2 separate regions of the Ovis aries genome follow, and region 2 is linked to region 1. The links are chromatin contacts, called in public Hi-C maps. All regions are on one chromosome and are shown on one strand. Each heading gives the region's core, a stretch centred on a gene start, on an enhancer-like site or on the middle of the called end of the contact. The rest is flanking DNA. Distances are from core to core; before and after follow the strand shown. Region 1 holds the start of MBNL2 (muscleblind like splicing regulator 2). Region 2 holds the start of RAP2A (RAP2A, member of RAS oncogene family).

Region 1 (6,332 bases), core at 1,038-3,537:
GAAGTATAAAGGAAAGTGTAGCAAGTATTAATCAATTCTATTAAGGAAGAGAAAAAACTGAGATGGTGCTTGTTAGAGGCTACACAACCCAAGCAGTCCTAAAGAGGGTGCAAACTAGGGCCGGGAACTCCCCAGAACTCCAGGCTGTTCTGATGGAAATTCTTTCCCCGAAAGGCTCCCTATTAAAAACTAACTGTCCCTGGATCGCTGTGACCAAGGCTGCCACTTGTGACATGGGGCGAAGAGCCTGCCATGCCGGACTGCCCTTCCCTGGGTCCATCGACACGAGAGCACGGTGATCTTTCTACCAGAGGAGCTGTTCCCAGCATCACTGCCAGCCGTGAACTTGGTGGCATAGCCTGAGTCCTAAAGAGTGGCCCCGGGGGAAGCTGGGTGATGTCCACCCAGGTGCCAAGAGACAGACTGCGCTGAGGGGACCGAGGCCTGAGGCAGGGCCAGTCCACTCCCCACCACAGCCAGAGCCCTGCAGATAAACGACCTGCCCGACGAGAGGAGGCAGGTAGGAGAAGATACCCCATTTCTGCTGGAGAATCGGCTCCGGTTTTAGAAAGGATGGGAAAATGAAGACATAACTCAAGACCTGCCAAGGAAGAGTCCGAACGTTCCTAGCCAGGACATAAAGAAATATTCCTCTCCACGAGCTTGAATAAAAGAACACACAGCAGAAAATAGTTGGGAGATGACGTCAGAAGTTCTGGGCGAGTGTCCTGCACTTCTCCTTGAAAGTAAAAACAGTGGGTCTAGAAGAATCTACGTGGCAATGCCCTTATTTAAATGAGGACTTCCACTGCTCAGACAAGCTGGCTGAAGAAACTTCATCTTATTTAGAGGCTCTAAGAACCTCTTTATTATTATTATTATTTTTACTTTATTATCCTCACAATGCACATATTACTCAATCAACAAATAGCTTTCCACTTAACCTTTGTCTTTTTCAAAGGCCAGCGGTGTTTCTTGAAGAACATTCACCATGGTAGTGGTTAGGCTAGTCAGATTTTTTTTTTCCTTCGCTTCAGTGCTTGCTAACTATTCTAAAAATGTTACACATTTATTGTAAACATATGCTTCCGAGGCCTAACAAAAAAGCACAGTTTCCTCATGCCTGGCAGAAATTTAAAACGGAAAAGGGCAGAAAGAATTCTTTAACAAATATATCCTTTCCTTCTCTTGGGCCAAGTGTGTTAAAAATAAATCTTCTCCATCATTTCTCACTGCTGCTTCTCGGCAAGAAAGTTGATATGGTTCGGCACAGTGAAAACACAGCTTTAAAAAGCTAGCCTGCCCTCATTAAATTATTCTGCTGGCTGTGTGTTCTCATTAAAAATGCATAAAGATCAGATAATTGCAGTAAGCATTATTAACCCAGCTTTACTTTTGAATATAATGGTTCCACTTTTAAGCTGGAAACAAAGGCTCAGACATGCCAGAAAAAGAAATGTAAACATTGAACTACAGTATCGAAAACTTGTCAGAAAGCTACCTCTAGCTGGCTTGTTAAAATGTGCTTTTGAAACTCAATTAAAAGCCATGGCATTGGAGAGCTAGGTAGGTCCCTAATATCCCATAAGTCGATGTATTTTTTCTTTAAAAAACATTTCATCCATAATTATTTACCAGGAAGTTTTTTTCGCCCCCCCTTAATCACGAGTCTGTTTTCAAATCTTAGGATCAACGCAAACTTTATTTATTCGGGAGCTAACTATGGCAGTCTGAAAAAATTTTTTTCTAGAACCAGAAAAGAAGAAGGTCCCCAAGAATTCAAATGGTTTCTGTTGAGTAATCAATGGTCCTATTCTTTGAAATAAAAACTCGTTTTATGCTTCACCCCAAACAGGCGGCAGAGATTCACGCTTGGCCATTTCTTTCTTTCTTTTTTTTTTTTTTTTTCAAATCAAAACGTTACGTAAAACTCCAGGGTCCCCCCCTGCAAGGATTTCATTTGAATTAGTGGAACCCGGTTTCCCTGGCTTCCTGAAGCAACACACACGGAATGCAGCACACTGCAGCAAACTCTTCAAACATTCAGGGGGGAAAAAAAAAGGAGAGGCGGGGGGACGATTTCCCTACCTTGTTTAGCTCTGTCTCTCCTTCTCTGTTACAGTAACCCCAGGAACATCTGGTAGAATCAAGCGGCCGCGGTTTCTTCGCTGCATCCTGAGGAAGAAATTTCCATGTAAATAGTTCTCATTCCCTGCTTATTGTACTCTGGGAGCCGTCTGCCGTATCTGGAAAATTTTGCCTTCAGATGATGAAGCAAAGACAGTCTAAACTCTGTTGCTGTAAGCTGCAGCCCTTCCTTCCGACAAATCCCTCCCCGCCGCGGGCAGCCAATCGCCAGCCAGCTCGTCAGCGCTGCTCGTCTGAACCGGGCCCTCATAGGATGACTGACACAGCAACACAGCACTTGCGGTGTGTGAAAACAGTGCATCCATACTGAAGAAAGAGGAATTTCCCTCTCGGAAGAAAGCAGTCAGAGCCCCCAGACAAAGTGGCACATCATTGGCAGAGCAGAGAGAGGGGGTAGCTCCCCGAGAACACCCTTTAAGCCTAGCCAGCCCAGAGCCCGCGGTGGCACTGTCAATACTTTGGAAAACACAAAACTCGGGCAGATTCAGGAGACCTCCAGGTTGTCCATGAAACTGAAGTCGTTATCCCATTGGACAAAGCATCTATCTATCTATCTATCTATCTATCTATCTATCTATCTATCTATCTATCTATCTATCTGTCTATCTTTAAAGGCAAACAATTCCATGTCTGCCATGGAAATGAATACACCTTGCAAAACATTTGCATCTGGTTTTCACTAGTGAGGAGGAACGTGTTAACCCAAGTGCATAGTCAAAGTCAAAACAGGCTTGTGTCCCGAACACAGTTTTCCTGTATAACATCTGTTATGGCCGTGGTTACTTACTGGAGCTCATATACCTTTTCTCCAAGTTTTCAGGCTCCTGGGGACCTTCAATTAAGGAATTCTGAACAATGGAATTGATATCTCTGCTTCACCCTTGGCAGGCCCCCCGAGAGGATTAGGTGTGCTGTCACCTGACTCTAAGGTTCCTCACCACTTGACAAATACCGTGCACTGGTCCAGATCGTCATTAATGAAGCAACCATTAACCAGAGGATGTTTACTGTTGAAAACACTTGTCACGTGATCCTAGGGGCGCCATCAGGTGCAACCCCACAAAGGATAATGTGGAGGTGCTGAAGTTCCCTGAGATAAAGCAAAAAAGGAACAGAAAGGTTAGTAAAGTTTATTTATCTTCCCCAGTCAATGTTACTCTGTGTATATATATATACACATATATATATGTGGTGTTTAGAAAACACGAAAAGCACACATTTTCCTTCCACTAAACACAACATTTTGAATTTTTTGGGAAAACTTGTGTTATGATTACAAAGCTAGACCAAGGCAGGAACAAAGTCTGAAAGGTTGAATCCTTGGCGCTATTGTTTATAAGTGATTGTTCGCTGCATCTGTAATGAAGTGACAGATGGAATGCAATGTAATGGTTTCTTTTGATTTTATCAATTTCATTTAAAAATCACAATATTTCATAATGGTTTGTAGGTTGTTTCTTTTAATAGAATACTGTACTTTATTCCCCTCGAATCTTATACTTATCGTTTCATTCCAGTATAAATCCATCATATACATAACTTGCAGGCTATCATCTACTATAATTTTTCTAGAAATTTAAATGATCTCTGTGGTTGAACAGGTAAACCACTATTTTTAAATATCCTTAGTATCATGCTGCATGTAAATGGAATATCACAGGTTTATGGATATCCCCCTCTTGACCCCTCTCTGATTATGACTTTAAAACTATCTTTCCCTTGATTCCAATCCTCAAAGTTTAGTCTTCTTTGACTCATTCTTCTATTTTCATTCAGTGAAACTAAATCTGGTTGATTTTTTTCCTTCTAGCTAGTTCACAACTCTGACCTATTACCCAGCTAATACAAATGCTAATAAGCTAGCTTCTGAGATTCAAGCCTGCCCATGTTCACACTCCCCAGTTGCCAGACAGGTTTTCCAAAGTCATGTGGTGTCATGTTCCTTTCATAGTCAAGTCTTCTCTCTATAAAATCCAAATGACTGACTTTCAAGGTCCTTCATAATCTGGGCCCTCCCTTTCTACCCAACTTTTTCTGAGCTGTTTTTCTAAGTACTTTCTGGTGGCGTCATGCCTGAGTCTCCATGGCTCCTAAAACCCATCTACAGACCTGACTCCCCAGAGCTTCACTCAACAAAATCTCCCCCAACCTTTAGACCTCTGCTTGAATCCTCTTTCTTCTCTGATGGTTTCCCTGCTCACATTGTCTTCTCTGATGTTCTCCTGTAAAAGCAGTCTGCGCTGTTGCTATACCAGACCATTAAATCCTTAGTGATGAGCTGACCTTTCCATCTCAGAAAGCTTGGCTTGATAGTATATTAATTGTTACTGTATGTAAAGTGTCTATACCGTGGCTGGCACATGATTAACACTAACTGACGGTTCTTCTTATCTTAATTTCTATATTGTTCATTGCATGTAGCAAGATGCCATGCACAAACTTGCTGACTTCATTATTAGTATCTCAAGATTTGATATCATGTCCATACAATTGCACCAGCCAAGAATCTGGCAGTCATTTTTGACCCTCCTCTCCCCAACCATTATATGAAATCTATCATCAAAGCTTGTCAAGTTTCAGTAAGTCAGTTCAGTTGCTCAGTCATGTCCGACTCGTTGCGACCCCATGGACTGCAGCACTCTAGGCTTGCCTGTCCATCACCAGCTCCCGGAGCTTGCTCAAACCCATGTCCATTGAGTCGGTGATGCCATCCAACCATCTCATCCTCTGTTGCCCCCTTCTCCTCCCGCCTTCAAGCTTTCCCAGCATCAGGGTCTTTGCCGATGAGTCAGTTCTTCGCATCAAGTGGCCAAAGGATTGGAGCTTCAGCTTAATTGTCAAGTTCAGCACCTAAATGTTGTGAAATGTTTCACCTGCTCCATCTCCACCAGTGCAACTTTGTCCCAGCTCTCAGTGTTCTTCATCATGACTAGTGGAATAGCCTCTTAGCGGGTATCCTGCATATATTCTTAATCCCTTCAATCCCTTTGACTCACATCAGCTAGAATAAGAATTTCGGAGAAGGCAATGGAACCCCACTCCAGTACTCTTACCTGGAAAATCCCATGGACGGAGGAGCCTGGTAGGCTAGGGGATACCACTGAGCAACTAATACTTTCTTTCACTTAGGTCATGAGGGTGGGGCTCACATCATGGGATTAGTGTCCTCATAAGAAAAGCCAGAAGAGAAAGATCTTTCTGCTCTCTCTCTTTCTCTCTTTCAGCCAACTGAGGACACAACAAGAAGGCTGTCAGAGCTCTCAGCAGAACCCAACCATGCTGGCACGCTGATTTCAGACTTTCAGCCTTTAGTACAGTGAAAAAATTCATTTATGTTGTTTAAGCTACCAGTCTGCGTGGTATTTGGTTATGGCTGCTTGGACTGACTAATCTAACCTTTGAACCCTTTTGAGTTGCTCTTAGGAAGAGGTGACAGTACTCAAAATGGCCCACAAGGTCTTGAGCTATCCAGCCCTTGCCTACCTCTCCAGCCTAACCAGAGGCCATTTCTTCAGGGAACCCTTCCCCAAACCCCAAGATGAGCTCAGGTCCACCTGTTGTTTTCTCTCGCTCTAGATCAGTGCTTTTCAAATTTAATACGCGTGTAAATTCCCCCCAGGGATCTTGTTAACATGCATATCCTAGTTCAGTAGTTTTTAGGTAGATACTAAGCATTGCTAACAAGCTCCCAGGTGATGCTGCTGCTGCTGCTGCTGCTGCTGGTCCATGGACTATTCTTTGAGTAGCAAGACTATAGATCTTGTTCACCTTATGCACTTTTTACAGGACGCAGTGATCCATTTCTTTGGTTAATTGCTTAAGATCTGTCTTCTCAACCAGCTTGTCAGTGTCAGAGTCATCACTGCCTCTCCAGCATCCAAGCTAGAATATGCCTGGCACAGAAGAGGAGAGTCTCAATAAGAAATGTGTGTGGAATGAATGAACTGATCAATACAATGTATTGCAGATCCAGCTGGACTTCTGCTTTTTTTTTTTTTCCTTTTTCTCCTCCTCCTCTGCTTTGTGCCTGATTTAAATCCCCATCACTTTTTGTCTGTTCTTCACCTTTCTGCCTCCAGTCTAGCCCCTCACTTCTCTCTCTATTCACAACACCACAACCAAACTCATCTTTTAAAAACACAAATTGAATAATGACATTACTGCACAATGACTCCCTATCACCG
Region 2 (5,980 bases), core at 2,974-5,473, 220 kb before region 1:
TCACTATCACTTTTTTAGTATCATCTTGGGCTTCCCTGATTCCCTGAGAATCTGTCTGCAATGGCAGGAGACCCGGGTTCAATCCCTGGGTCAGGTTGATTCCCCTGGAGAAGGGAATAGCTCCCCACTCCAGTATTCTTGTCTGGGGATCCCATGGATAGAGGAGCCTTGGGGGCTCCAATCTATGGGGACGCAGAGTCAGACATAACTGAGTGACTAACACTTTACTGGTCTATACTAGGTAATGAATTTCAAAATGCAGCCACAAATTTATTTCCTTTAAAATAACATTTAAGCAGACAAGGAGACAAAGTTAAATAACAGCTGGCATTTTTATGTTCAAGGTATTGCGCTGGATACCTTAAAATGTATTACCTCATTTAATACTAACAAAGACTCTGAGAGGTGCATGCACGTGTGTGCGTTAGTCGCTTAGTGGTGTCCAGCTCTTTGAGACCCCATGGGCTGTAGCCTACCAGGCTCCTCTGTCCATGGGATTCTCCAGGCAGAAATACTGGAGTGGGTTGCCATTTCCTTCTCCAGGGGATCTTCCTGACCCAGGGATCAAACCTGGGTCTCCAGCACTGCAGGCAGATTCTTTGAGAGGTGCGTGCCATACTCTTAATTCACAACATGGAAGCTGGAGCTTAGAGAAGCAAGTGTTTTCCCAAAATATTTACACCTTAGACCTGCACGGTCCCATATGTTAGCCTGGAGCCAGGTGTGGCTGCCGAGCAACTGAAATACAGCAATAATACTGTATAAACACTGAAATGTGCAGTAAGTATAAACAGAACCCCGAGTTTTGAAAATTTAGTATGCAAAAGAAAATGATGAAAATACCTCAATTCCTGAATACTGATTAGATGTTGAAATGACAATATTTTAGAGTGGGTTAAATAAAATTTATTATTAAAATTAATTTTACCTGTTTCACATTAAAAAAAAATTCAGCTACTAGACATTTCAAAACTACACATGTGGCCCACAATTACATTTGAATTGAATAGTATTGCCGTAGACGAAAGGCTCCATAATTGAATTTGTCAGTAAATGCCAAGTTCAAAGGCAGCCTGGTGTAGAGGAAGAGAAGAGTACATGGATTCATGCAGATTTGGTTTAAATATCCCCTCCACCAGTGACTAGTTTTTGGCCAAAAATATCAACCCTCTCTACATTTCACTTATGTCATCAGCATTATGGTGATATTAAACATCCTCAAACAACTGTTGTATGTAATATGTAAAGCAGACTGGCAGAGGGGAAACTGGCAGAGGGGAAAGAACAACTACAAATACCTCCTACAGCAACTGCTTAAAAATTGATCCTCAAAAATAATAGAAAATGCACTTATTTGAAAATCACATTTTACTCTTTAAGTGGGAAAAGTTAAAGAATCAAAACACTGAATGCCTGCTCTCGTATAATAAATGCATAACAGATACTGTATTATAATATACATAAAATACACAGATTCTTTCTTTCAATATTGTTTAAAATATGCTATAGGCTGGGAGGCCAGATAATGAGGTTAGGGTGAGGTAAAAAAAATATCAGGACAGATAGGCCCAAGTGGTTCTTACAGACAATTATCTTGAGCTTATGAACTCCACATCAGCTGATTTTTTTTTCAACCTTTTACATCAGGAACTAACACGAGTGAGTAAAATGACATCAGGGCAAGTAGAGTTTTACTTTTTTTCTTCCTGGGTCATACTGCAAACAAATAAATTGCTCCAGTACACTAAGTTCAGACTAACTCATTATTGGTGATCTCAAATATACCAAGAGAAACTACAAAATCCTGTGAACTATACTATCCAATGACATTTTGCCCTATTCTATCCCCTAGGCTCCTGTCAAGAAGTTTGCACTGGGCATGTGACTTTATCAATGTATGTATTATCTGTATATATGTAAATGCAAAGAGTGGAGCAGTTGGGGCATTTACTTTAATGTGATATATGTATACAGCCTAAGATTGACATGTGACAATGTGTTTGATTGCCCTGTTCTCTAGGGATTTTTTGTTGTTGTTAACAGACCAGGGGAAGTGTTAAAGATTTGAGCCTCTTAATATCATATACTTTAACACCCAAAGTATTCCTATGTTAACTATAGCAATTAACTTTAAGAAAATGATACTGAAGAAGTAAAAAAAAAGCTATCAGATTCACAGATCTTAGAACATCATCAGAGACCATAAAAATATTCACTTTATTCTAGTTTGAAATTTAATGGAAGAAGTAATATACAAAATTTTAATTTACCTATTAAAGTGCATATTCAATGAGTTAAAGGTCAGGGAGCACTTCAGGAGAGGGCTTCCCCTTTGATCTCATATGTGGCATCAAAAATCTGCTTCTTGTAATGAATTTTTGAACAACCCCTGAGGGCACATGACTTGGTATTTGCTCTTTCAAAATGAGTTGATTCAACTTGGCTAAAAATGAGATTACGTCTACAGTACACTTACAGCTAGCTTTCAGCCAATGTCTATTAATTTAGGGTTATAGGTAGAATTGGGTAAGAAAAACAAAATTACACTAGATCAAAATTATTAGCAATTATTAATAATAAGAATCAGACAAACCAGTAATGTGCACTTAACCAGTAATTAGGAAAATTTGCCAAAACTCGGAACTGAGACATTGCATTTCTGATTCTTGAAATTATAGGAAAAAATATAATCAATTTAAGAGAATACAAATATTATAAGCCATTTAAGCTACCAGCCATATTTTCAAAATGCACAGTTTAGAGTAAAAGAGTTCCTATCAGGAAAGTGCTTATTTATTTCCATTAACTTTACATTAGCTAATATTTGAGTCACACCTTTGAAGAAACTTGCTTTATTTTCAGGAATGTCTCCCCCTCCCCCCTTTTCTTTCTTTCTTTTTTGTTTTTGAGAGGAATAAGGCAGCTAGACTAAAAAAAGAAGAAAAAAGTTGTCACATTCTTTAACCGGAGTGGTATATTTGTGCTTCTATATACTAGAATATACTCTATCGATTCCACTGAGCCAAGTCTTCAAATAATATGATAATCTGTCTTTCAAGTTTCATCTTAATTGCAGAGTTCATTTTTGTTCAAACGCCCTGGCACCATTCAGTCTTCTATGAAATGAGAAAGGTCTTTTTCGTTCGGACTTGACATGTTTACCACGTATGTGTGAGCAATTTTTGCTGTCATCTAACTGCAAAGGTCTTTTTATTGTTGTTGAATCTGAAAATGTCTCCACTATACTTGCACAGCTGCCCTCTTCCCAGCAGAAACCAACCCGCCCCTCTCCCCTCTGCGAGTTTTAAACTTTCTTTGCTTTGGGGGTTCTGCACAAGCGCTACTAGTAACAACCAAGAGACAAAGAGCTGTGCTTGTGGGATGCCAAATTTGAGTTGTGAAACAAAGCACTCAAATTTGAGATTCAAGAGGATGAGGATGATGCTGGTAAAAAAAAAAAATTATGATAAAGCGTTATGATCCTAGAGCCGTCTCGCTAGACAGCTCCTCCAGCCCACGGCCACGCCAGAGCACGCGGGAGGGAGTTCTGATCCCCGAACAGGAGGGCTCGCGGGGCCCCCACCGGCGAAGCCCCCTGCCCGCGCCCCCGGCCCTCTCACCGCTTTACTCGGATGATCTGGTCCCGCATGGGCTTGATGTCCTGGAAGCTCTGCTGGTTGACGAGGCTGTAGACGAGGATGAAGCCCTGGCCGTTCTTGATGTACAGGTCCCGCATGGACGCGAACTGCTCGGTGCCCGCCGTGTCCAGGATCTCCAGCACCGACGGCGACGAGTCCACCTCGATCTCCTTGCGGTAGAAGTCCTCGATGGTGGGGTCGTATTTCTCGATGAAGGTGCCGGTCACGAACTGCACGGTCAGGGCGGATTTGCCGACCCCGCCCGAGCCCAGCACCACCACTTTGTACTCGCGCATCGTCCCTCCGCGGCCGCCGCCGCCGCCGCCGCCCGCGACATAGACCTACGCCCGCCTAGCTGCGCGCCCGGACCCTGCGCCGGCGGCCGACCCCGCCGACTCCCGCTGCCGCCCCCACCTCACGGCCGCCGCGGTCCCCCGGGCGCCGGCGGAGGTAAGCGCAGCCCTGGGCATAGGGGCCGAGCCAGGTTGCAAAGCGGCCCCGCGGGCGCCGGCAGGCACTGAAGGCGAGCGGGGAGCGGGAGCTAAGGAGCCGCCCGAGCCGCCTGAACCGCGGGCCCGCAGTGCCGCCCGCCCGGCCGCCCCGCCCCTCGCGCCTCCACGCCCAGCTCCCCTCCCGCCGCCGCCGCGGCTGCTGCTCTTCCCGGCGGCGGAGCGCGCTCCCGAGTCCGAGCCGCAGCGCTGCCGGGGGGCGGGGCCTGGAGGCCCGGGGGGCGGGGCCCTGAGGCGCAGCCCCGCCCCTGCGCCCCCGTCGCCTAGGCGACCGGGCGCGCGCGCGCTCCCGGGAGGCTCTGCGCCGCGCGGAATCCTCGGCTGGCGGCTTAGATAAACAACCACCTGGGCCACCCGACAACACCCCAGTCCGTCAAACCCAGTGGGTAGGGGGCATATTGAACATGCGCAGTTCTCCACCCGGCGACGGGAGCTGTTTCTACCTGAACACGCCAAGTTCAAGACTTTGGCGGAGACAGGCTGTTGGAGGGGCCAGAGCAGTCTCCGAGATTTAACCTGAGGAGGGGAGTGAGAAGAGAGACACCGGCAGGGCCCAAACGGCGACCCTGGCACGAGGGCCTGGCTGGACACCACCCGGTCCGTCAGCATTCCTGAGGGATTTGTTTTTATAAAGATAACGAGAAAGCTGTTTGTTTTAGGGAGAAGCAGGCACACCACGAAAGGAAGCTTTTATTTTACGCCTCAGGACACTCAGGGAGACGCGAGAGGCCCCAGGGAACTTACTGCCCAAGGCAGTGAGGCCGCGGTAGCCGGGGCCCACGCCCGGTGACGTCGCTGGGGGTCCCGCCCACCTCCCCCAGCCCCGCCCTTTTCTTGGCCTGAGAGAAAGTCCAGCTCTTCCCACGCCCTGTCACCACAGGCGCTTGGAAAATCGGGAGAGCGGAGACCTCGGCCACAGCCCCAAAGCCCAGGGACACCTCTTAGCAACAGCCACCCGGGACAACCTAGTCGGGAGCTAGGGGTCCATCTCAGCCAACCAGCCCACCTCTGTGGACCCCGTGGTGCCACTCTCGGCCAATGGAGAGCCACCTTTTACCACGTGATGCCATCCACCAGCCAATGGGGGGAGTCCAGTTGCAGGCTCCGCCCTCCCATCGCTAACGGCTTGGCTGAGCGTGCTCTGCCAGCCAATGGTAGGTGAGCTCACGCATGACGGAGACTTGCTCTGAGCCAATCAGAAATCGCGATTCTCCTGCCTACACAGACTGGTAGTATGGAGAGAGGGGCGAGCTGGTGGGGCTTGGGCGGGGTCATTGATTGAGGTGGCGGTCGCAGCACCCTATTCTGGCGAAGGAACGAGTTGAATTGCAAGCGAGAGTGATGAATTTCGCTTTAATGTCGTCTCCGTGGCATTCTGCCTAAATGAGGCACACAGAAATAGTGCTGAGGGATGCGGGCTAAATCGTGGGATGAATCGAGAGAACAGTATCTTGTTTATAGGGTGAGAAATTTTCTAGTCGTTAGGGAGACGTACTGCAGTAGCTGCATGGGTTCTCCAGGTGTGCCTCCTAAAATATTTTTAGCAACTCACTTTTGCCACTTACTGTTCTCCTAATTACACATTCTCTCCCATCCATAAAGTCAAATTTAGGAGAACTTAGGTCCCTAAGTATTCCTGGATTGTATTTTGCAATAACTGGTTATTGGGTTTACCGTTCTTAAACTATGTCCTTCTGTAACCGGTCTACACCCATCCATTACTAGTATACGTTTCTTGGGAATTACAAATTTCTATACTTCTAGGGTTTCATCTGGGGCTTCCAGTGGTAAAGAATCCCCTAGCAATACAGGCGACACGACTCGCACAGGAGA

What was found. A called contact is a pair of places that touch in the nucleus more often than the background predicts.
Region 2: a Hi-C map of tail adipose tissue shows a contact between it and region 1, with 2.3 times the contacts expected there. The contact joins the promoter of RAP2A here to the promoter of MBNL2 in region 1. A contact is called at or near these places in 2 of 16 Hi-C or Micro-C datasets (skin fibroblasts and tail adipose tissue).

The regions. Positions count from the first base shown.
Region 1 is chr10:73,750,043-73,756,374 of ARS-UI_Ramb_v3.0, reverse strand. MBNL2 (muscleblind like splicing regulator 2) reads right to left here and starts at 2,287. Exons shown (of 8, transcript XM_060394207.1): 1 at 1-2,287.
Region 2 is chr10:73,975,187-73,981,166 of ARS-UI_Ramb_v3.0, reverse strand. RAP2A (RAP2A, member of RAS oncogene family) reads right to left here and starts at 4,223. Exons shown (of 2, transcript XM_027973728.3): 1 at 3,621-4,223. The coding sequence starts at 3,934.